Regions from separate parts of the Mus musculus genome. Here all the other regions are linked to region 1. Evidence: chromatin contacts called from public ChIA-PET, Hi-C and promoter capture Hi-C data. All regions are on one chromosome and are shown on one strand. The core of a region is the stretch at or near the end of the contact, and the rest is flanking DNA. Distances in the headings are between cores, read along the strand shown. Region 1 holds the start of Ube2h (ubiquitin-conjugating enzyme E2H). Region 2 holds the start of Calu (calumenin). Region 3 holds the start of Irf5 (interferon regulatory factor 5). Region 4 has its middle 24 kb from the start of Klf14. Region 5 overlaps Lncpint (long non-protein coding RNA, Trp53 induced transcript). Region 6 has its middle 18 kb from the start of Gm40359. Region 7 holds the start of Lncpint (long non-protein coding RNA, Trp53 induced transcript).

Region 1 (2,700 bases), core at 137-2,636:
CTCCCACTGCAACCTCGGGTGTATATAAAGCTGGGGGAAGGGGTAGAAAATAAAAGGTGTCACTTGGCCCAGATCAGGGCAAGCAGTCCCCAAGAACCATATCCTCAGAGGGAGTTTTGCTCAAGTGGCTATTTTGTTCGGGGAGCTCCTTTCTCTCCTTCGTCCCAGCTGTCAGTTCCACAATATGGAGGGTGGCCTGCCTGCTAAGAGGGCCTGGGGGTCCTCACTGCATGCACTATGAGTGGGATAGGCTTTGTGAGTAGAAAGAAAAACAGGAAGGTTCTCCAGACCAGAAGGCTTAACAGGAGTGTCTGATTTAAAACACACGGAGCTCTTTATTACAAGAGGGGGCCCTGGGCAGGCTACTCTCTTCCTAATATAGAAAGGAATTAGGGATAAAGAAGGTTGCTTGAGTTACCCCAGTTTAAGCAGCACTGTGACTGGAAGGAACAGGGACACCCGAGAGAGAGAGAAAGAGAGAGAGAGAGAAAGGCTTCCCTCTCAGGAATTTCTATAATGAACCCATAAACCCAAAGCTAGCAAACAGGAAGCAAAGACCCTGAAGATGAGCTCCCGGTGACGAAGGAGGCGTCTAGTTATACCCCCACACACACCCCTAAGAAAGGGCCGTCTTAGGAATCCAAACGTCGTAGAGGGAAAGTCAGGGGCTGGGGGTGGGGGGGGAGTGCAAGGAAGGCGAAGAACAACGCACATCTCGGGGGGCTGCAGATAAAGGGGGACTGAAAAAGCCCTCGGCTCCGGGGAGGTGCCAAGGGGCCGCCGTAGGCACTGGGGGAGGGAGGGGAGGCGCGGCCAGTGGCCTGGAGTGCCCCGGAGCCCTCGAGTGGGCACCCCCACCCGCCCCACACGCAGTCCGAATTCCCCTCCATGAAGGATACAGCTTGACTACGTCCGTGTCCATCCGCCTCTTGCCGGGACTGGGGGATGACATGGTGTCGCCGCTGCCGCTGCCTCCCCGTCGCCTGCGCCGCCGCCGCCTCTCTCCCCTCCTTGGCCCGTCTGTCACGGGCTCCGGGCCCAGCTCGCAGGGCCCCGCGGCCTCGCCGGCTCCTCGGCCGAGGTGGCAACACCCGCGCGGTCCCGTGGGGTCCGCTCAGCCGCCGCCCCCCGCACGGGGGAACACCGGGCACTGCCCCGCCGAGTGGGGGCGGGGACCGAGGCGCCCGCTCGGGCTGCCCTCCGACTGAGGCTCCGCCGCGGCCCGGGCTGCCGCTGCTCCGCGCCGTGCGCCGCTCCCTCCCGCCTGCGCTAGCTCGTTCGCCTGCCCGCCCGCTCGCTCACGCTCTCGCCAGCTCCCAGCTGCTTCCTCCACAAGCCGACGACTCCAGCTCGGTCGGCCTCTCTACCCTAGCCTCGCTCTAGGCGCCGTGATGTCACCTCTGTGACGTCATCTGAGGGGCGGGGCGCCGGTGGGAGGGGAGGAGCATCGTCGTCGCGGTGTAAGCTTGTCAGGGGAGTTCTGGGAGATGTAGTTCCTCTTTCTCCTGCCATCGTGCATTCCCTCCGCCCCCTCCCCCAACCTCCTCACACACTTCATCGATCAACTGCCAGTGTCGTTACCATCAACATAAACGACGGTAGTAAATAATGGCAGTATGATTACATTCATACTTTATGTACCACCCTCTCAACAGTGCTGCAAAGGCTGTTTGGATATGGAGGAGGCCAAAGTGGCAATTACTCAGACTGGCGTCCAAATCTGGAAATTCCCACACCAGCATGTTCTCTCCACTCTGCTCCCTCTTCAGAGGGAATTGGTTTGCAGGGATTTAGACTACAGTAAGGCTTCCCCAGAGCTTGCAAACAGGGTTCATTTACCCTCTATGCAAACAAGGTCAACAACTCCGGAACTGCAGTAGAAGCAGCAAAGAACAGAAATAATTTGATACTAACATCCTCATTCTACAGAATTTGAGGTAAGTTGAGGTCCTTTTTAAAATCACAAAGGTGACTGATAGAAGCACCCTAAATAAGTTATAATGCAGAACAAAGACACAGTTCTGCCCTCTGAACTCCTATATCAGTTCATGACTCTGAGGATACAGTGTAGATGAAGATGAAATTTACACAGCTCTCCCAGAATGGACCAGAGTGTCAGCATCATTTGAGAACTAGGAAGGAATGCCTCTAGAAGGGCCTTAGGCCTACTCAATTAACATATGCAGTTGAACTAAGTTCTCAGACAGTTCCCTGAACAGTGAAGTCTGAGATATACTGCTCTACAGGGCTCAAAAGTACTGTAAACCTAAGGAGCAACAAGGTAAAAGAGGCAGAATAGTGCCAAGTATCCTCAAAAGCTTTATCTATTGTCTTTTCTCTATGACACACACTTGGACTTTGTCAGGTCAGGTACTGAGGGCTAAATTGAAGATCATTTGCTCCTATCTTTCTACCCTTCAAAATGCCAGCTATTTTTTTTTTTTTAGTTGTAACATACATATAAAATATACAATGTTAACCATATTTAAATATTCAATGCAACAGCAAAAAACCATTAAATATTGTGCAAGTATGACTAGTGCTCATTTCCTGAACCTTTTCATCAATCCAGACAGAAATCATGTGCCCTTAAAAGAATAACCCCTCCTCCCCATCCCACCAGCCCCTGGTAACTTCCACTCTATGTTCTGGGGAGAAAAAAAGACTATCCATTGCTTTCTCCTAGGAGAAATCTGTCAG
Region 2 (2,700 bases), core at 104-2,603, 960 kb before region 1:
CAGTGGGTAAGAGCACCCGACTGCTCTTCCGAAGGTCCAGAGTTCAAATCCCAGCAACCACATGGTGGCTCACAATCATCCATAACAAGATCTGACTCCCTCTTCTGGAGTGTCTGAAGACAGCTACAGTGTATTTACATATAATAATAAATAAATCTTTAAAAAAAAGAAAGAAAATAAAGTAGCTCTCAATGAATACATGTTTTAATTTCATGGCATTGAGTAGGTGATGGGTTTACTAAGGTTATATAGTTCAGTGGTAGAATGGACAACTAGAATCCTGCACAGAGTCTGGGTTCAAACTCTCCTGTCCCCCGCCCCTCCAAACAAACAAACAAAAAAACAAATTGCTAATTTCCTATGTTTCTTTTAAATCAGGGGCCTTCAACGCAACGGGTTTCTTCCATTCAGTTTCTTCTATTCAGTTCACTTAGTATTGCTGAGAATTTCCTTGGACCTGGGCTGTAAGCTGGGAGCTCCTGATGTGTAAGTCAGGCAGATCTTATTTTGGCACTTGGTCTAATCGAAGACATAAGGACAAGCACCGTTATTAAACAATATCTGGCTGCGTACTGAAAATGCAAACTGCCAGGAAAGCACATGCGTATTATCTGTTTACTGACCAGGAAAGATTCCTAAAACTAACACCTTAACTGAGCACTGGCAACTTCACGACTACAGCTTCCCCTAAGACATTCCAGGATGACAACCTGTTTCATGACTGATGGCTTTCAGTAGCTGAAAAATCGAGAAAACATACTTCAGGCAGAGGAAGCCGCTTTGTGGACAAAGACCACATGGGTGTAAAATGTAAGGCTGTAAGGCTGTTAGGGGAGGCCGGGATCATGATGGTTTAGGCAGAGATGCGAAAGAGCATGGTGGGTGAGAATCGAAGCTGAAAGGTGCGTGTTGGCGGGGCGGAGAGCTGCTCAGTAGATCTGACTCTAGAGCCAGAAGTTGGGCTCATTCGCAGTGGGTGGTGACGTTACAGCGGGACTATTCCGGCCCCAGGGGCTTGGAGGCAGGAAGAAAGCCATCGGAATTACACTAGAAGCCTAGGGAATCAGGGTTGCCTGCCGTAAATGAGGTCGTTGCGGTCAGTGGGCCAAGGTCAGCGAGCCGCGCCCACACACCCAAGAGCAAGGAGCTGGGACTCAGAGTCCCCACGGGCTGGGCAACCCGAGCTGGGCGGGAATCCGGTCCACGCAACTCGGCGCGCTCGCGGGGACGTGGCGATTTCCAGCCAATCCCGGCCACGCGATTGTGAGACCAATGGCCGTACGAAGAAGCCATACGTCAGCAGTGATCGTGCCGGGGATTGGTGTGAAGACCCCCGACAAGTCGGATGGGGGCGGGGCCATTAACCACTTCCGGTTGGGCGGTGCTTGTGCGCGGGAGCTCACTCCCTGGGTGAGCCGCAGCCACGGTATCCTGCGGCGTGGAGCTCCCGGGAAAGGTAAGTTCTGTGGTGCTGGGTGGGTCCTGGTTCGCTCTTATTCTGTCCGTCGGCCCTGTTCCCCATTCGTAGTGGGTGTCCTCACTCCGGTCTCAGTGCACCGGGATGGGCCCGAGGCTCCACTCTGGCCCTCAGAGTGCGGTCCCCGACTTGCTGTCCCGCAGCTCTGCGGAAAGGGTTGTAGCTCCCGGGCCCTGCGCCCTCCTGGGCACCGTTTTTGTGCCTGGTTTCGCGCGTCCTTGATCTCCTCCCCGGGTTCCTCCACTCAGTGTCCCTGGGACTAGAGGGTCACTTTTGTTTGTTTCCTGAAGGTCGGAGAGAATTGGGTAGAGAGTTTTAGTATCCGCTCCCTGCCACCTCGCCGGACTCTTGGGAGCTGCCACCCCGCCCCAAGGCCACATCCCGAGAATTGAGTTGCAAGTGCCAAGAAAGAAAGTGTTAGCTGTCTTACAGGGTGTAGGAACATGGAGAACAAAACGATTGAAAACATAATGTCATTATTTTTAAAACTTCTTGTTAATTAGAAAAGAACGTCGCAGTTTTCTATGTTTGGCTGGATATTGTCATTAATGGAAATAGTTTTCACGTGTTAATTAGGGAGTTAATTACCTTTAAGTAATCACGGGTTTTTTGCTTGTCATTCCCAAGTGTTCTGATTTTTGATATGCTGTATACAGAAGTGAGCTTAATTTTAATTCGCGATAGTTGCTGTAATTAAGAGTGGTTTGCATTTTGTAAAGTTCCTTTTGCATGAGTGGGAAAGATCAGTGGATCTGCTAAGACTTTTGGTTCTTTGATCGAAATTCCTAAGCGTTCAAAGCCTTGGAACAGGGTTTTTTAAGAATTGCATTCACTTCCTGTCATGAACCATCAAGTCAGCATTAATAAGTTGGGAATGATAGCGCTCCAGTTTAATTTAACATGAAGGTAGAGTGACCTGGAGTGGCTGATAATTATTCTTTGCTATACCTGAAAGCTGACCCAGGAGAAGTATATATTTGACCTCATTCAGTTAGATTTAAGTATCGAGCAATAGTCACTGCTAAAGAACTTGTGTTCTTCTGTCCAAATGTGGGACCAGAGAGAACCTATTACTTGTGTGTAAGATACCTATTACTATTACTATGTCTGTCTGGTCCGACTATGAGTTTGGCAGTGTTTCAGGGGTCTCCAACAGGATATTTTGAAGATTCAAAAGGAATCATGAGCTCATAAAAAATATAAAGTATGTGTGTATTCTTCTC
Region 3 (2,700 bases), core at 52-2,551, 780 kb before region 1:
TAGCTTGGTAGTTAAGAGCATCTGCTGTTCTTGCAGTAGACCTGGATTCAGATCTCAGCACCCACACCCCCTCGCTCACAACAGTCTCTAACTCCAGTTCCAGAGAATCCAGCGCCCTCTTCTGGTCTCTGCAGGAACTGCATGTTCACGATGCACATGCATGCTGACAAAATACTCATATACATAAAAAATAAAATAAATCACTAAAAAGAATTAAGATGGTAAACATTTAAAATATATGTGCTTATATCTTTAGTTAAGCTGCCTGCGATGCTACACCAAATCTCAGCTACTCAAGGCATCTGAGCCAGGAAAATCGTTTGATTCCTGGAGTTGGAGACCAGCACCGGCAACACAACTTTTTACCCTTAAAAGAGTTAAAACCCAAGAAACAAATACAATAACCCTTTAGAATTATGACAGGGCAGAGAAGGCAGGCACTTAGTAGCACAGTGCTTGCTTAGAATGTGCAAGGTCCTGGGTTCCATTATCAGTAAAATACAAATATAAAAATAAAAATTACTATAGATCATGAACCATGCAAGACAGGGTTGGTTCCCAACTAAGCTGAATTTCAGTGGAAATTAGACGTTAAAATCATATGGAAAAATCAAACGGAAAGACTCTGGAAGTCGTCTCCACCCCTCCTCCAAACCAATCAACAAATTACACCAAAACACAACAAACCAAAAGCTGACTCAAGGAAGGGGTAGACCTTCCTGGAAAAAACACTTAGACTATCAAATAATATGATGCTGACCCAAAAGTTGAAGAGTGAGAATCAGCGAATAATGTTCCTACATGAACAGGATGTGTGGAAGTTGAGGCCAGCATCGACTCGGACAGGAAGGCCCGTTTATGGAACCGGGAGGTCGGGGTGGGGGTGGGAACCCGCTCAAAGGGCAAACCCAAACCACGGTGAAGGTAAGGGCAAAAGAAGAGGTGGGCTTGTCAGTCACATGGTGAGTTGGAGCGGTCCGGAGGGCCAGTGTTAAGGCTGAGGAGACAGAGTGGCCCAAGGTATGTTGAAAGGGAGCTCTCAGGGGTCTCCCAATGCCCTGGAGTGTGGCTCCATCGACGCCCGCGCGCAGCGGATCTCCAGCTCCAGGCGGGCGCGGACTAGGTGAGGACAGGCTACAGGGTATCTGGGGACTGGGTGATGGATGACTCTGTCTCCCCGGATTCCCAAAGGAGCCCGGCGAGGGGCGCCGAGCTGTCTGCGGTCTCGCGGAGGCCCCGGGCTTCCCCGCGGTGGGCGGTGGATGGGTAGGGGCCCGGGGCGCGGGGTGGTGGCGAGGGGCGGGGCGGGGCGCTGCCCCGGGCGGGGGCGGCGCGATGCGGAAGTGCGGGGCGGGCTGGGCGACCCGCGGGCGGTGCAGCTCGGCGAGAGCTCAGCTCGGCCGCAGCGCCAGGCCGGGGCTCCAGGCTCCCCGCGGGCGCACAGCAAACAGGTAGGTCCCGGGGCTGTGGGCTGTGTTGGGCTCCTCGCCCCGAGGGCGGTGGGAACAGCCCCGGGCTTCAGCCAAGCCACGGCTCCGACCCACGGCGACCTGCACGCCCCGGGCACCTGCCAACGGGGCCAGCGGGGTCGGGATCCCGCTCCTCCGCGGTGGGCGATGATCGAAGGCGGCGCCGGGCCAGCGCGAATGGCTCCAAGGCGCTCCGCACCAGGCCAGCTCGGAGTGCCGGGCTCCGGCCGCCAACGTTCGCATGCTCGGGGAAAGTCCCAAGGGCCCAGTGGACATCCCCACTGCGCCTCGCCAGGGTCAAGGATGCCAAGCGCCCTGTCACAGTCTGGCGGGGACCAGGGAGGAGCGAGTTTCCGACCCCGACCCTGTCGGCACACAGCTCGTCTCTCCTCCCCGGCCACACCTCACTTTTTCGACTAAAGAGGTTGAGGTGTCAAGCAGCGATCCCTCCCAAGGATCTTAAAGCCAAGGACAGGAATCTGTGGGAATAGAGTTTGAGGGGAGACGTTGTCAAATAGAGGCTCTGCTCCTTGACTCGTAGCTCAAAAGGGGACGACGATTTATTCTTAGCTGTTGAGAAGAATCGGGGCGGGGGCTGATTAATGCTTGGTCTAGTTTCTTGACGGCCTGCCCCTAAACTTAAGAAGTAACAACTTAGAATCTGAACGTGAAGGGAAAGTGTAGTTGGGCCGAAACGCAGGCGGAGAGATGTCCCGGGCCAGTATTCGCCCTCGGTGCAGATGTCTCCCAGACTCCAGGTGTCTCTCGAACCTCCAGAGGACCCAGAGCGGGTACCTAGTAGCAGGGGTGGAAGTGGGGGCTTTCTTGGCCTCCTCCTGGCATAGCAAGGCGGACACGTCCCGGTCCAGAGGAGCGGACCAGGAACGGACACTAAGCCAGTAACCCCGCGATGACTCCAGGGGCTGACCCAGGTTCCTTCCCACCCCCACCCCCCTTCCCTCCGCGTTATGCCCCGGGTGGAGTCTGCCGGGATGATCAGGAGGGAACGACCTGGCCTGAACTCCAAAGTGAGGATAAGTGATCAGGACCAGAAAGGATGTGGACGGGGCTGACGGAGGCTGGAGAGGCTAAAAGCCTCGCATGAGGACCTGTGTGATACAGTACAGCATTCGCCCTCTCTACTCCCTAAGCTCCTGGCTAAAGTCTAGGAAAGAGATAGGTAGGAGACCACTCCTATTAACTAAAAGTCCTTCGGGGGTTTTCCCTTGAA
Region 4 (2,700 bases), core at 167-2,666, 680 kb after region 1:
CAGGTATTTCTGTAAAATGCTGCGTTACTAGCAGAAGGAGCCTTGCCTGGTGCTGGAATCAGAGTCCAGGAACCTGCACATTTCCCAAGAGTGGGATGTCTCATGTCACATTTGCGTGAGGATGACACATCTTTCAAGGGGATCAAACACTCCGTGAGCATGCAGTGCCTTTCTCTCACAAGATAATAACAGCCCACACCTAGTGCTCACCCGCTGCCAGCATGATGTCTTAGGCATTTCCTACGTCATCTGTGCAGTAAGATTCTGAGTAACAGTGACTATTTTGAGTGTTTACAATGTAGCATTCACTTAATGTTCTTTGTATCAGGTCTTCTTTAACCCTCTCCAGATTCCTATGCAAGAGGTCTCATTGTAGCCTGGAGTGGTGGCGCAAGCCTTTAATCTCAGCACTGGGAGGCAGAGGCAGGCAGATTTCTGAGTTCGAGGCCAGCCTGGTCTACAGAGTGAGTTCCAGTACCTACACAGAGAAACCCTGTCTCGAATAAACAAACAAACAAAAAAACAAAACAAAACAAAAAAGAAGTCTCATTGTTTCAGATAGGGAACAGGAAGCCTGGAGGAGTTGGGCACTGATCAAGTCAGAAAGATCAGTAAGTTGGGGAGTGGGAATTTGGACTTGGTAGCTATTGGGGTGGGGCAGGCTAGTGATGGAGACTTACTGGTTGTTTCTAGACTCCATGGGTCCCAGCTTTTATAATAGCAGAGCCACATCTACGAGACTCCTGTTTTAGGTATCAGACAGTTCCGCTTACATCTTTTTCTAAAGCAATTGCTTCTCCTGTGAGTGGACTTGTCTGTCTGTCTCCTGTCATCAGCAAGGGCTGATCAGTCTTCAAATCGCATGCATCCCTGTGAAACAGGCTGCCGTTTTAACTCTTAAAACAGGGGACCATGTTTTAAGTGAATCAGAAGAACATTCCATTGCGACTCGTGTTGAAACCATCAATAAAATCACAAGAAGGTTTTTATAACCATCACATCATTTTTTGTGTTTTGTAAATCTGGAACTCTGCCGTGTTGGATTTTCTTGGGAGAGGCACATGATTTGAAAGGGAACCTTAACCTTTTAATTCAACGTAGCAAGTGTTTTTACACTTCTAGGGATTCAAGCTGACTGGTGAATGAACGAGAAATGCGCTTTAGACACAGAGTTGCTTTCGTGCGGTAGCAAAACACAGGATCTAATTTGAGACTCTGTAAAACTGCTTTTTAAGGATCTGGCGGAAAAGGATGTCACAGGTACAAAGTACATAGTGTCCAGAGCTAAGATAAAGAGAAGCTATCTCATCTTGGAATCGACATTTTATTGTTGGGAAGGGTTTACATTCATTTCCCCTTCGAGACGACTTGATAATCTTTGTGGAAGCTTTTTCTGTTGAAAACGGAAAAAAGAAAAAGCTTTTTTTTTTTTTTTTTCCTTTGCGTCAAGCTCCTGGCGCTGTCTTAGTGGCAAAATGGTGCTCTCTAGTGGCAGAAGAAGGAGTTACTTTTTTTTTTTTTTTTTTTTTTTTTACTTTCTCAGTTTAGTCAAGAAATCTTTTTTTTTTTCATTAATTAATTTACTCATTTATTTTACATCCCGATCGCAGTTCCCCTCCCTTCTCTCCTCCCAGACACACCCTCACACACCCCTCACCCCACTACCCTCCCCTCTTCTCTAAGGAGAAGGAGAACCCCCCCCTTTAGGTACCACCCCTCCCTGGGACATCAAGTCCTTCTCCCATTGAGGTCCAGCAAGGCAGACCAGCTAGGGGAAGGTGATCCAATGGCAGCAACAGAGTCAGAGATTCCCAGCCCCCACCCTGAACTTTTAGGGGACCCACATGAAGACCAAGCTGCATCTGCTTTAAACGTGTAGGGGGCTTAGCTCCAGCCCCCGCATGCTCTTTGGTTGGTGGTTCAGTCCCTGTGAGATCCCACGGGCTGAGTGAGGTTAGTTGACCCTGTAGGTCTTCTTGTGGTATCCTTGACCCCTCCGGTCTCTCAGTCCTTCCCTGAACTCTTCTACAAGACTCCCCCAACTTTGCCTGATGTTTGGCTGTGGGTCTCTGCATCTGTTTCCATTCACTGTTGGATGAAACCTCTCAGGAGACAGTTATGCTAGGATCTTGACTGCAAGCATAGCTGAGTATCATTCATAGTGTCAGGGGTTGGCTCTCTCCTGTGGGATGGGGCTCAGGTTGGGCCAGTCATTGGTTGGCCTTTTCCTCAGTCTCGGCTCCATCTTTCTGAGCCTGAGCGCCGGCTGTGTATGAGTGTTTTTGTATGAAGGATGTCCTGACAACCGATAGCTTCTTATGAAGAGCTCACATGGCTGGACTAGACAACGATGAATATCTGCGGGGCCTTCTATCTGCAATGTCACAGTAGTGAGAACAAGAGAATTCTAGCCAGATCTGGAGACATGTGGCAAAAGAATATGTCGGTTTTTTAAAAAGAAAAATGTTGATTGGCTTTTCTTCTATTTAATATAATTACATGTTTATTGTAGGAAATTTTAGGAAATACAATTGAGGTTTTAAAAATTATTCCCCAGTTCCATCACCCAGAGACAATCAATTGGATGTGCATAATTTAACTTTTAACAAAATGTTGCTTATGCTTCATAATTTCATTAAATCACTCAATAGATTTTTGAGATGTTTCCTGTTACTAAATACACGAACATGACATGATTAC
Region 5 (2,700 bases), core at 181-2,680, 820 kb after region 1:
TGTAAAGTTAAATCTAGGCTTAAAAAATTATAAACTAATTGGTGACTACATGAACACCTAACATAAACTCATTTGGAATACTGCGTACGTTTTCTTGTATGGGGCTTGCACCTTAAAGTTCCCTCAAAGAACAGCCAGAGCGCCCTCACGCATTTCCACTAGGGGGAAGACCTGCTTCCTGAGAACCTCGGCAAAGAGCTACGGGATCGCACTGAGAACCAGGGCACCAAAGACCAAGCACCCATACACCTAAGAAGCAGATGGCCGGAATACAAAATGGCTGTGAAGAACTTACTTTAGACCTTCGTCACTACATCTATATTCAATGCCATTTCCTCTTTCTGAACTGGGAACTATCAGGCGCTCCAGACAGAATTCGGGAGTGGAAAGCTTTCTCTCTCTGCGCCATTTATTTAGGGAGCACAAAGTGATTCCAACTTGAAAAAAATTTTAAGATTCAAATCTGGCTATTTAATGAGACCAGGGAGTTTTCAGAGCTGTATAGCTCCTGCTTCCTCAAAACAAGAATTAGAGCATTCTTTCGCATGTGGCCAGCACAGGAAGGGGGAGCCATTTACTGTAAATGCCTCTCTGATGCAACCAACCACCTCGTTCAAAGAGAGAATTCATCCAAGAAGATTTAGTCACTTCTTCTAGAAAAATGCCACCACACTGAATGTACACAGACCAAAGCCCACGCCCAGAGACAGGGATGAGCTGCTTGGCCGACAGAAAACAGACCAACAGACGGGGAAGAGAGATCTTGACTTCACCAGAAAAGATTCAGCAGTGTTCTTTCCGAGGTTGGCCTCTGAGACGGGCAAGCCGGACAGACATGTTACCATCAGTTCCTAAACTCATTACAGGGATCGTTCCCCTCTGCCTAGCTGTGAAAGCACCTCCTAAAAACTTCCTAAAAACTGGTTTAGAACCAGGAACTAGGCGTAATTAGTAACTTAGTAACTGTGGCTACTTAGTTTACAAAAACCTTTCAAATGCACAAGGAAAAGAGGAATCCTGTAATTTAAAATGTGAAACTGAAAGTACAACTTGATGAAGGTGGGTTACACATGAAGAGGGTGAGACAGAAGGAAACGCTGAATAGCAGTTGGGTTAAAAAAAAAAAAAGAAAACTCAAAGAAAAGCAGCTCTGAGCTTCTTTCCCTAACACCCCCAATCCACACAGAGGAAACTAGGGGAGGATCCCTCCCATTTCTGCTTACCCAGGGCACCCCGAGTTCTTCTTAGGGCAAGATGTGCGCACTTGCTTTTCTGGAGGAGGCAGGGAAGAGTCATGGCTGTGTTCTGATGAAGCCGGGGATCCCCTTGATGAATGAAACCACAAGGGGGTAATCTATGTTGGCTCAGCAAGCCATTGGCTACCGGGTGCTGAGGCGTGTGGAAGTCTCATTTGCCAACCTTCTGGTAAGCCTCTCACAGCCCATCTCAGGAGAGCCGCAGGATGCATTACACCCGGGCAGAGTCAAAACTAGACAGGGTTCGTTGTTTCCCTGCCACTCTCCCCAGCCCAGAGGAAACCACAGCCAACCACAAGGAGAGCTGGCTCCTCCGCCAGGCGAGAGAGAATTATGATGTCGACACCGGCAATTTACCAACGTATCCCACACCAATGCCAGAGCTTGCTCTCTGTATATGACTGCTGGTGAGTCTGAAGTAGGTACAGGCAGGCAGGTACCACACTCTCAGGCTAAGAGGCCGGGGCCATGGTTTGGGGATTCCATGGAGGTGGGAAAGTTATAAAAAAGGAAATGTTAACTTTTGTTGAAAAACTAACAAGAGCTGAAACAAAGGTGTAACCCAGCCTTCATAAACAAATGTTTCAATGTGTTCTTGAACAACCTGTGTTGATGCCTCTGTGGGGCCCAAGAGTGTGCCCCTCATCCAAGCATCCTGGGTCTTTATCCTGCACTTTACCATTTAGGGCCATTTGCCTGTCTAGAGAACTAACACTGCTGACCGCAGACACCATTGGGTGATTTCTCTCTGACTCTAGTCATCAGGACAACCCCACGTAGAGCATCTGTAACTTTTGTGAAAGGAGAGTCAGGTTGAGTTGCCTGTGCCTGCCCTCCCCCCAACCCCCACCTCCATGCTAGAGGGGTAAAATCCAAGCTGACAAATGCCGGAGGAAGAGCAGTCAGTGTTTGAGACTGAATCCAAACATTATGTCAGAGCAGTGGTTCCCAACCTTCCTAATGCTGCGGCCCTTTAATACTGTTCTTCATGTTGTGCTGACCCCCAACCATAAATTAGTTTTTGTTGCTACCTCATAACTGTAATTTTGCTGTTAGGAGTCATAATGTAAATATCTGTGTTTTCTGATGGTCTTGGGTGACCTATGTCAAAGGGGCTGCCACTCACAGGCTGCATTAGAAGATTGTGTGCCTGGGGAAACAAAAGACACGCTGCCAAAGGATGTGCACGAGGAAAAGGCGCGGGAACCGGACAGATGCGCTGCGCTATAGGCTTTAAATCAACAACTTTATATAATGAGTTCTACATGGACTCCCCAACTCAGCTACCTGACTCGGGCAACAGGCATCCAAGTGAATGTATGCCCTACACAAGTGGTGCTTGCTCTGAGTACCTAACTACTTCCAACACTCTGTGGACATAAAAATTCTGTAAATTGAGATTTAAAAAAAACCCACTCAGGACACATATCTGAAATGACACCAT
Region 6 (2,700 bases), core at 44-2,543, 730 kb after region 1:
TGGAGAAAACACTATAAAGTTGCTGTTATATGAACCAGTGATCAAATGTCATGTGGCCAAAACACAGGAAAAACAGGGCTTAAGCCAGAATTTTTTTAAGGGCAATGCTGGTGATATTTGTCAGCTTCTTCAAAAATATTATGATAATGTTTATAATTTTAAATCATATTCTCACCTAATTTACATTTGTGAATTAGGTCCTATTGATCACAATAAGCCTTTAAAATTACACTCAAGCTTTAGAAGACCTGGGTACATATACCCCTGGTTACATGTGGCTTCACTGATAACCATGCAGAAGAATTATAGAAATAAGAATTAATGTAATAATATTTGTGATCGAATTTAAGATTCAATTCCAAAAATTACTTTAAAAACACTTTTTCTAAATGTGTGTGTGGGGTGGGGGTGGGGGAGACAGACAGGCAGGCAGAGAGAGAGAGAAAGAGAGAGAGAAAGAGAGAGAGAGAGAGAGAGATGTCTGTGTCACACTGGGCGGGTAGAGGTCAGGACAGTATCAGCTGTTCTCAGCTTTCATCCACCAGGCTAGCTGGCTGGAGCATCCCAGGATTCTCCTGTCTCCACTTCCCATCTTAAAGGAGGCACACCTGCGGTAGATGTGCTATGGTACCAGTGTTTCATGGACTTTCTCAATCTAAGCTCGGGTCCTCACATTTGTGCACCAAAGTCCTTTTCACACACAGAGCCATCTGCTCTGCCCTAAAATTCCGATTTAATGAGCTTATGCAAAGAAGTATGCAGACATGTATATATATATATATATATATATATATACACACACACTGATAACTTTTGACAAATGTGTCAACCTATGAAACAGCTCTCAAATCAACATAGAACATATTTTCATCATCTTCCAAAATTTCTTTGTGCTACTTTCTAGTAAATTCTCCCCACACACGGAAGTTGTTCTGATTTTCATCACCAGAGATTAGCTTACCTACATGTGAACTTCGTAGGAAAGGACTTACACAGGGTGAGCCCTGTTTGTGACCGATTTCTTGATTTATCTTGTACACGGCAGTAATTTCACAGGCCAGGTTGACTATGTTAAGGCAGGCCAAAGCATAAACAAGATCTCTGGGCCTATGAGGATATTCCTACAAGAGATTAGTATCAAATTGGTCGACTGAGTTTGATCTGTAGGTGGGATCTGTCCTCACCGTTGTAGTGGATGTCATCCAGGCCTGAGGCTTACATAGGACAAAAGTGCAGAGGTAGGCTGCCTCTTTTTCTCAGCTAGGCCAGCCTCTGCTTCCTTTCCCTGGGTCTGCCATCTCCAGGGCTTACAGCGCCAACGCTACCCACCCCCACCCAGCTTTCCAAGCCTTTGGATTCAGGCTGAGTTAGAGCCAGCAGCTCTACGTCGCCATCTTGTGGCCACCAGAGGATATGGCAACATATCATCTCGGTCGCCATTATATGAGCCAATTCTGGCTTTCTCTTTATGTCTGTACCCACATCAGCTACATCACATCGACTCACCCACCCATCTTTTCTCCAACTCCTGTCAGTTACCTATCTGTTATCTATAACTATTCGTATGTATACAACGTCTCTTCCCACCTTTCTGGATAACTGACTAATATGTCCTTTGAAGACTTATCTATGCTGTGGTATACACCAGCAATCCGTGTCTCTCTCTCTCTCTCTCTCTCTCTCTCTCTCTCTCTCTCTCTCTCTCTCCCCCTTCCTTCCTTTCTTTTTTCAATTACAGAGTGGTATTCAGTTAACAGAACAACAATTATCTTCATATAAGCTGCATCAAAGACTACTGAAGATTAAAAAAAATAATAATAAAACCAAAAGAAAAAAAAACAAAAACTTAACTACTGTCCCCATATATAACTAATTTGTGCTGTGCACAACAAGAACCTGCTTTAACTTTCCAATCCGGTCCACCTCCCTGGGGAGTAGTATATCACTGTTTCCTTATTTGCCTGATGAACATTTCGTTATTTCTAGACTTTGTTTATTATGAATAAATATATATAAATATGTGCCTAAGTAATTTTCGGAAGATGGACTTCCATTTCTCTTGGGGATGTGCTGTGGAATTCCTCCATCCTATAGAAGGTAATTATTGAAACATTTTCCAAAGTGGTCTCAGTTTCAACCCTGACTCAGTGGTTAATGAGTGAACTGGTTATTTTATTTTTAACAGCATCCGAAGGGGTGTGAAGTGGTATCCTGTCTGTGGTTTTTTCTCATAACTCCCTGATGAATAATGAGACCGAGTGCCTTCTCAGGTATTTACTGACCGCCCCATCCTCGTTATCAAGTGTTTCCCAAATAGCTTGAGTATTTTAATTTGGATTATCTTTTACTAATTTGCATACACTCTGTAAATTCAGTTCTGATTGAAATCTTTAATTAGTTCAGATCTATCTATCTATCAAGCATACATTTTTACACAATCTATAGTCTGTCTTCCATGGCTTAATTTTTTTTTTTTTTTTTTTTTTGAGACAGGGTTTCTCTGTATAGCCCTGGCTGTCCAGGAACTCATTTTGTAGACCAAGCTGGCCTCAAACTCAGAACTCCACCTGCCTCCGCCTCCCGAGTGCTGGGATTATAAAGGTATGCTCCACCATGCCAGGTTCCATGGCTTAATTTTTAAATTTTATAGTTAGAGTTATATAATTCCACAAATGGGGGTTTCTGTAATATACACCTTTA
Region 7 (2,836 bases), core at 84-2,583, 910 kb after region 1:
AAATGCCCACCCTACACACCTGCTAGGTAACCTGCCTTCTGGAACCTCAAAGCCCCACCCATCCCGCCTGTGGGGGCAACCTGTGGTGGGGGGGAGTGAGGCAACACGATTAGGTAGTGATAGAGAGGGGGGACATACAACCCCCCATCTCCAGAGCAAGAGGACGCATCCTGCTTCCCTCCGCCAAAATAATAGCCGAAGTCAAAGCTCCGGCTTCCCAGGGGCTGCCTCTCCCCCCACCTTCCCCCTAGAACCAAAACGTCGCGTCCCTCCCAACCGCTCGCCCCCAGCCCTTACTTCTTGTTGACGGCCGAGGTGGGGGGGCGTGGGAGCCATGCATGAGTTGCCTCTAGGTTCGGGATGTTGGTCTCCTCTGAGTGAAGAGGTGGGATCTCGAAATGGAAACAGTCCTCCCTCCCCCCCCCCAACCCCCCCCCGCCGGTCCCTCCCCTCCTCCTCCTCCTCTTCGTCTGTTTACCTCAAGTTTGAATTTTATCTGCGCAACATTAGCTGGAATGCGGACATTGAAAAAAAAAAAAAAAACCACTCGCTCTCAACCCGGCAGCAGCTCCGGAGGAGCCATGTGGCATCAAGCCACCGCAAAGGGGAAAAAAAAGTGCTCTTAGCAACACAAACATGGCGAAATAGCTCCGACATGCCCGTTTCACGCAGCAACCCTACCTTCCTTCGCTCACCCGCCGAGCATCCTGGCCCGCTGCCTCAGGCCCCTTGTGGGGGACCGTAAGGGGGCCCCGGGGACTGCGAGGGTGGACGTCAAGAGAGTCCACCGGGAAAATAGCACAGATGACGCGCCAACCCATCTGCCTCACCGAGAGTGCGGGGACGCTTTTTCCACCCCCAAGGTGGGAGTTGAGCACCAAATCCTGTCCCCAAGTCCTGCTGGACCCGTTTTCCCCACCCTAAAGAACTTACCTTGAGGCTGAACACTACACCGCTTTGCTCTCTTTTCTGGTTCCTTCCTCTGGAGTGAGGAGGAAAATGATGCGCACGTAGATTCCGAGAGCGTATTCTTCTAGAATTTTCCCATGATGGTTGGTGGGGAGCGATGGGGACTCTGAGACAGGTGCGGGGCTGCCGGCTAAAAGTTGCTCAGCGCACCACGGTGGGCGACAGGGTCCCCGGAGCGGGCGGAGGACCCCCACTCTCTGTCCCTGGCGTCGCCCACTTGTCACGCCAGGCTGCTGCGTGCGCTCGGCTGCAGAGGAGGTGGCGTAGTTTCTCTTTCTCCCACCTCTTCTCACTTGTTTTGTAGCCGTGGGCTCCCCTAATGCTTTCCTCTCCACAATGTTGTTTCATTATATCATGTCCATCATGTGACACCGGAGAGGCCTCTCTATGGAAACTTAAAGGGGCTCCCACGTGACTGCAGCAGCAACAACAGCAGCAGGACCGCCGGCGGCGGCGGCGGCAGCATTTGTACCACCACCCACCAGGAGCCCCTCGAAGCATCCCGAAGGGGCTTGTGGCGCTGCGAAAGCCCAGATAAGGGAGCCACTGCATCCGGGAGCTATGGCGTCGGTGCGTGCGTGGAGCCAGTGCTCATTACACAGCAAGCGGAACAGGAGCGTCCTTAAATCCTTTCCTGCAGTCACCAAGCCCACGCTCTGTTAAAATGACATTTCGTGGTTCCTACTTTATTTTCCCCCAAGAGCTGTGAGTTCCCTATCAGGCCTGATTAAATTTTACAAAGTCAAAAAGAAAAGCCAGATTTGCCCTCTCAGTGAGCTCACTCGCAGATCGTTGGTAGAACAGAAATGCCCAGAAAATAACAACCAGAACCGGGCATTTGGTCCATAATTACCATCACTACCAGTTTCGGAGCTTTCTGGAATTACATTCCTCCGGTAACTGTTGATGATGCTCTCAAGAGGCAAAATGCAAGGCAGTTTTTCTCTTCCGCGGCTATATTAGGGCTTTGTTGCTGACAACAGTAAAAACTTGTTTGTGTCAGGAAGTGAGGTATGAAGCCATGACCTGTAAGGTACAGACAAAACCAAAGTGGCAGTTTGGGCACTACTTTTCTGACCACATTCTTCCAAATGGTGACAAGATGACTGCCATAAAATGCGTGCTTGGTTGGAAATAAGATGATCAGGGAAACATGCTTATCCCTTAATCATACTGTGCATGCTACACACTAGAAATTATATATACATATATATGCGTGTGTGTGGACAGAGCGCAAACGTGCATTTTCCTGATATTCCAAACCACCAATTCTGTCCCCACTGCTAGCATTTAACTTAAGTATTAGCGTTTAAAGGCTTATTCGTGTCTAGTGATGTATGGAAACTAAGTTTGAAGTCCTTAGTCTTAATGACTTGCAATGTATGTGTGTGCAAGGTGTGTGGGGGGGGGGGTCTACTTCGAATCGCAATTCTCTGTCTCTACATTTTTATGTACCATGGAAAAACATCCTATAAGTAAAATCTATGATTAAATTGCTATTTTTCTGTTGGTTCACACTTTTCCGTCTTTATAAGGAAAACGGGGTTGGCAGAATTGTGGAAAAAGGATAAGAAAACACTAACTCAGTAACTGAGGAGTGGGATGGGAGAGGACCAACATTCCGGCCTGGCCTTGATTATCCGTCTCTCTCCATCACTTATGAATGCATTAGGTCTCCCTCTAATTCTAACACCCATCCTTATGGCCTTCTAACCTCAAGTCTAATTCTTTCATCCTTTTAACCCTCTTTTGCCTGGACCGCCCAGCTCAGGCTCTTTGCTTATGTACCCAGCTCAGGCCTTCCCAAATACTTAACCCCACCACCACCAGCAGCAGCAGCAGCAGGAAGAAGCAGCTGGTTCTCTTC

Evidence for each region. Promoter capture Hi-C pulls out the DNA fragments that hold promoters and counts their contacts. Hi-C and Micro-C count contacts between places; a contact is called where the count stands out from the background. ChIA-PET counts read pairs in DNA pulled down with a chosen protein or histone mark.
Region 2: a contact with region 1 is called in a Hi-C map of pre-megakaryocyte-erythroid progenitors, with 8 times the contacts expected there. The contact joins the promoter of Calu here to the promoter of Ube2h in region 1. A contact is called at or near these places in 2 of 39 promoter capture datasets (the C10 cell line and hippocampal neurons), 1 of 484 Hi-C or Micro-C datasets (pre-megakaryocyte-erythroid progenitors) and 3 of 115 datasets of contacts at active chromatin or transcription factors (astrocytes, memory CD8 T cells and pancreatic cancer cells).
Region 3: an RNA polymerase II ChIA-PET map of memory CD8 T cells shows a contact between it and region 1, with 5 read pairs. The contact joins the promoter of Irf5 here to the promoter of Ube2h in region 1. A contact is called at or near these places in 11 of 39 promoter capture datasets (the C10 cell line, the HPC-7 cell line, embryonic stem cells and 6 more) and 1 of 115 datasets of contacts at active chromatin or transcription factors (memory CD8 T cells).
Region 4: a contact with region 1 is called in a promoter capture Hi-C map of hippocampal neurons, with 2.9 times the contacts expected there. The contact joins the enhancer-like site here to the promoter of Ube2h in region 1. A contact is called at or near these places in 2 of 39 promoter capture datasets (cranial neural crest and hippocampal neurons), 1 of 115 datasets of contacts at active chromatin or transcription factors (astrocytes) and 1 of 9 other capture datasets (macrophages).
Region 5: a contact with region 1 is called in an RNA polymerase II ChIA-PET map of memory CD8 T cells, with 62 read pairs. The contact joins the enhancer-like site here to the promoter of Ube2h in region 1. A contact is called at or near these places in 2 of 39 promoter capture datasets (the C10 cell line and pre-B cells), 3 of 115 datasets of contacts at active chromatin or transcription factors (effector CD8 T cells, memory CD8 T cells and pancreatic cancer cells) and 3 of 9 other capture datasets (adipose tissue, liver and macrophages).
Region 6: a contact with region 1 is called in a promoter capture Hi-C map of hippocampal neurons, with 3 times the contacts expected there. The contact joins the enhancer-like site here to the promoter of Ube2h in region 1. A contact is called at or near these places in 7 of 39 promoter capture datasets (the 3T3-L1 cell line, the C10 cell line, cranial neural crest and 4 more), 1 of 484 Hi-C or Micro-C datasets (cortical neurons), 3 of 115 datasets of contacts at active chromatin or transcription factors (astrocytes, embryonic forebrain and pancreatic cancer cells) and 2 of 9 other capture datasets (adipose tissue and embryonic stem cells).
Region 7: a contact with region 1 is called in an RNA polymerase II ChIA-PET map of memory CD8 T cells, with 37 read pairs. The contact joins the promoter of Lncpint here to the promoter of Ube2h in region 1. A contact is called at or near these places in 6 of 39 promoter capture datasets (the C10 cell line, hippocampal neurons, liver and 2 more), 2 of 115 datasets of contacts at active chromatin or transcription factors (astrocytes and memory CD8 T cells) and 1 of 9 other capture datasets (adipose tissue).

Annotation. Positions count from the first base shown.
Region 1 is chr6:30,303,153-30,305,852 of GRCm38.p6, forward strand. Ube2h (ubiquitin-conjugating enzyme E2H) reads right to left here and starts at 1,387. Exons shown (of 7, transcript NM_009459.3): 1 at 900-1,387. The coding sequence starts at 952. 1700095J07Rik (RIKEN cDNA 1700095J07 gene) reads left to right here and starts at 1,463. Exons shown (of 2, transcript NR_166056.1): 1 at 1,463-1,937.
Region 2 is chr6:29,346,753-29,349,452 of GRCm38.p6, forward strand. It overlaps Calu (calumenin), which reads left to right and starts at 1,354. Exons shown (of 7, transcript NM_007594.4): 1 at 1,354-1,456.
Region 3 is chr6:29,525,324-29,528,023 of GRCm38.p6, forward strand. Irf5 (interferon regulatory factor 5) reads left to right here and starts at 1,302. Exons shown (of 9, transcript NM_012057.4): 1 at 1,302-1,451.
Region 4 is chr6:30,981,380-30,984,079 of GRCm38.p6, forward strand. No RefSeq gene overlaps it. Among named protein-coding and RNA genes, the nearest start is that of Klf14, 24 kb to the left of the region's middle. Within about 2 kb of position 1,417, at least 29 of the 459 cell types and tissues checked have an H3K27ac peak or open chromatin away from gene starts, as enhancers often do. A contact at or near this core is called in hippocampal neurons, where this site is marked.
Region 5 is chr6:31,125,226-31,127,925 of GRCm38.p6, forward strand. The region is part of intron 3 of Lncpint (long non-protein coding RNA, Trp53 induced transcript); the gene reads right to left. Among named protein-coding and RNA genes, the nearest start is that of Mir29b-1, 63 kb to the left of the region's middle. Within about 2 kb of position 1,431, at least 247 of the 459 cell types and tissues checked have an H3K27ac peak or open chromatin away from gene starts, as enhancers often do. A contact at or near this core is called in adipose tissue, effector CD8 T cells, macrophages and 3 more, where this site is marked.
Region 6 is chr6:31,031,833-31,034,532 of GRCm38.p6, forward strand. No RefSeq gene overlaps it. Among named protein-coding and RNA genes, the nearest start is that of Gm40359, 18 kb to the left of the region's middle. Within about 2 kb of position 1,294, at least 54 of the 459 cell types and tissues checked have an H3K27ac peak or open chromatin away from gene starts, as enhancers often do. A contact at or near this core is called in cortical neurons, hippocampal neurons and pancreatic cancer cells, where this site is marked.
Region 7 is chr6:31,217,141-31,219,976 of GRCm38.p6, forward strand. It overlaps Lncpint (long non-protein coding RNA, Trp53 induced transcript), which reads right to left and starts at 1,334. Exons shown (of 4, transcript NR_110471.1): 1 at 934-1,334.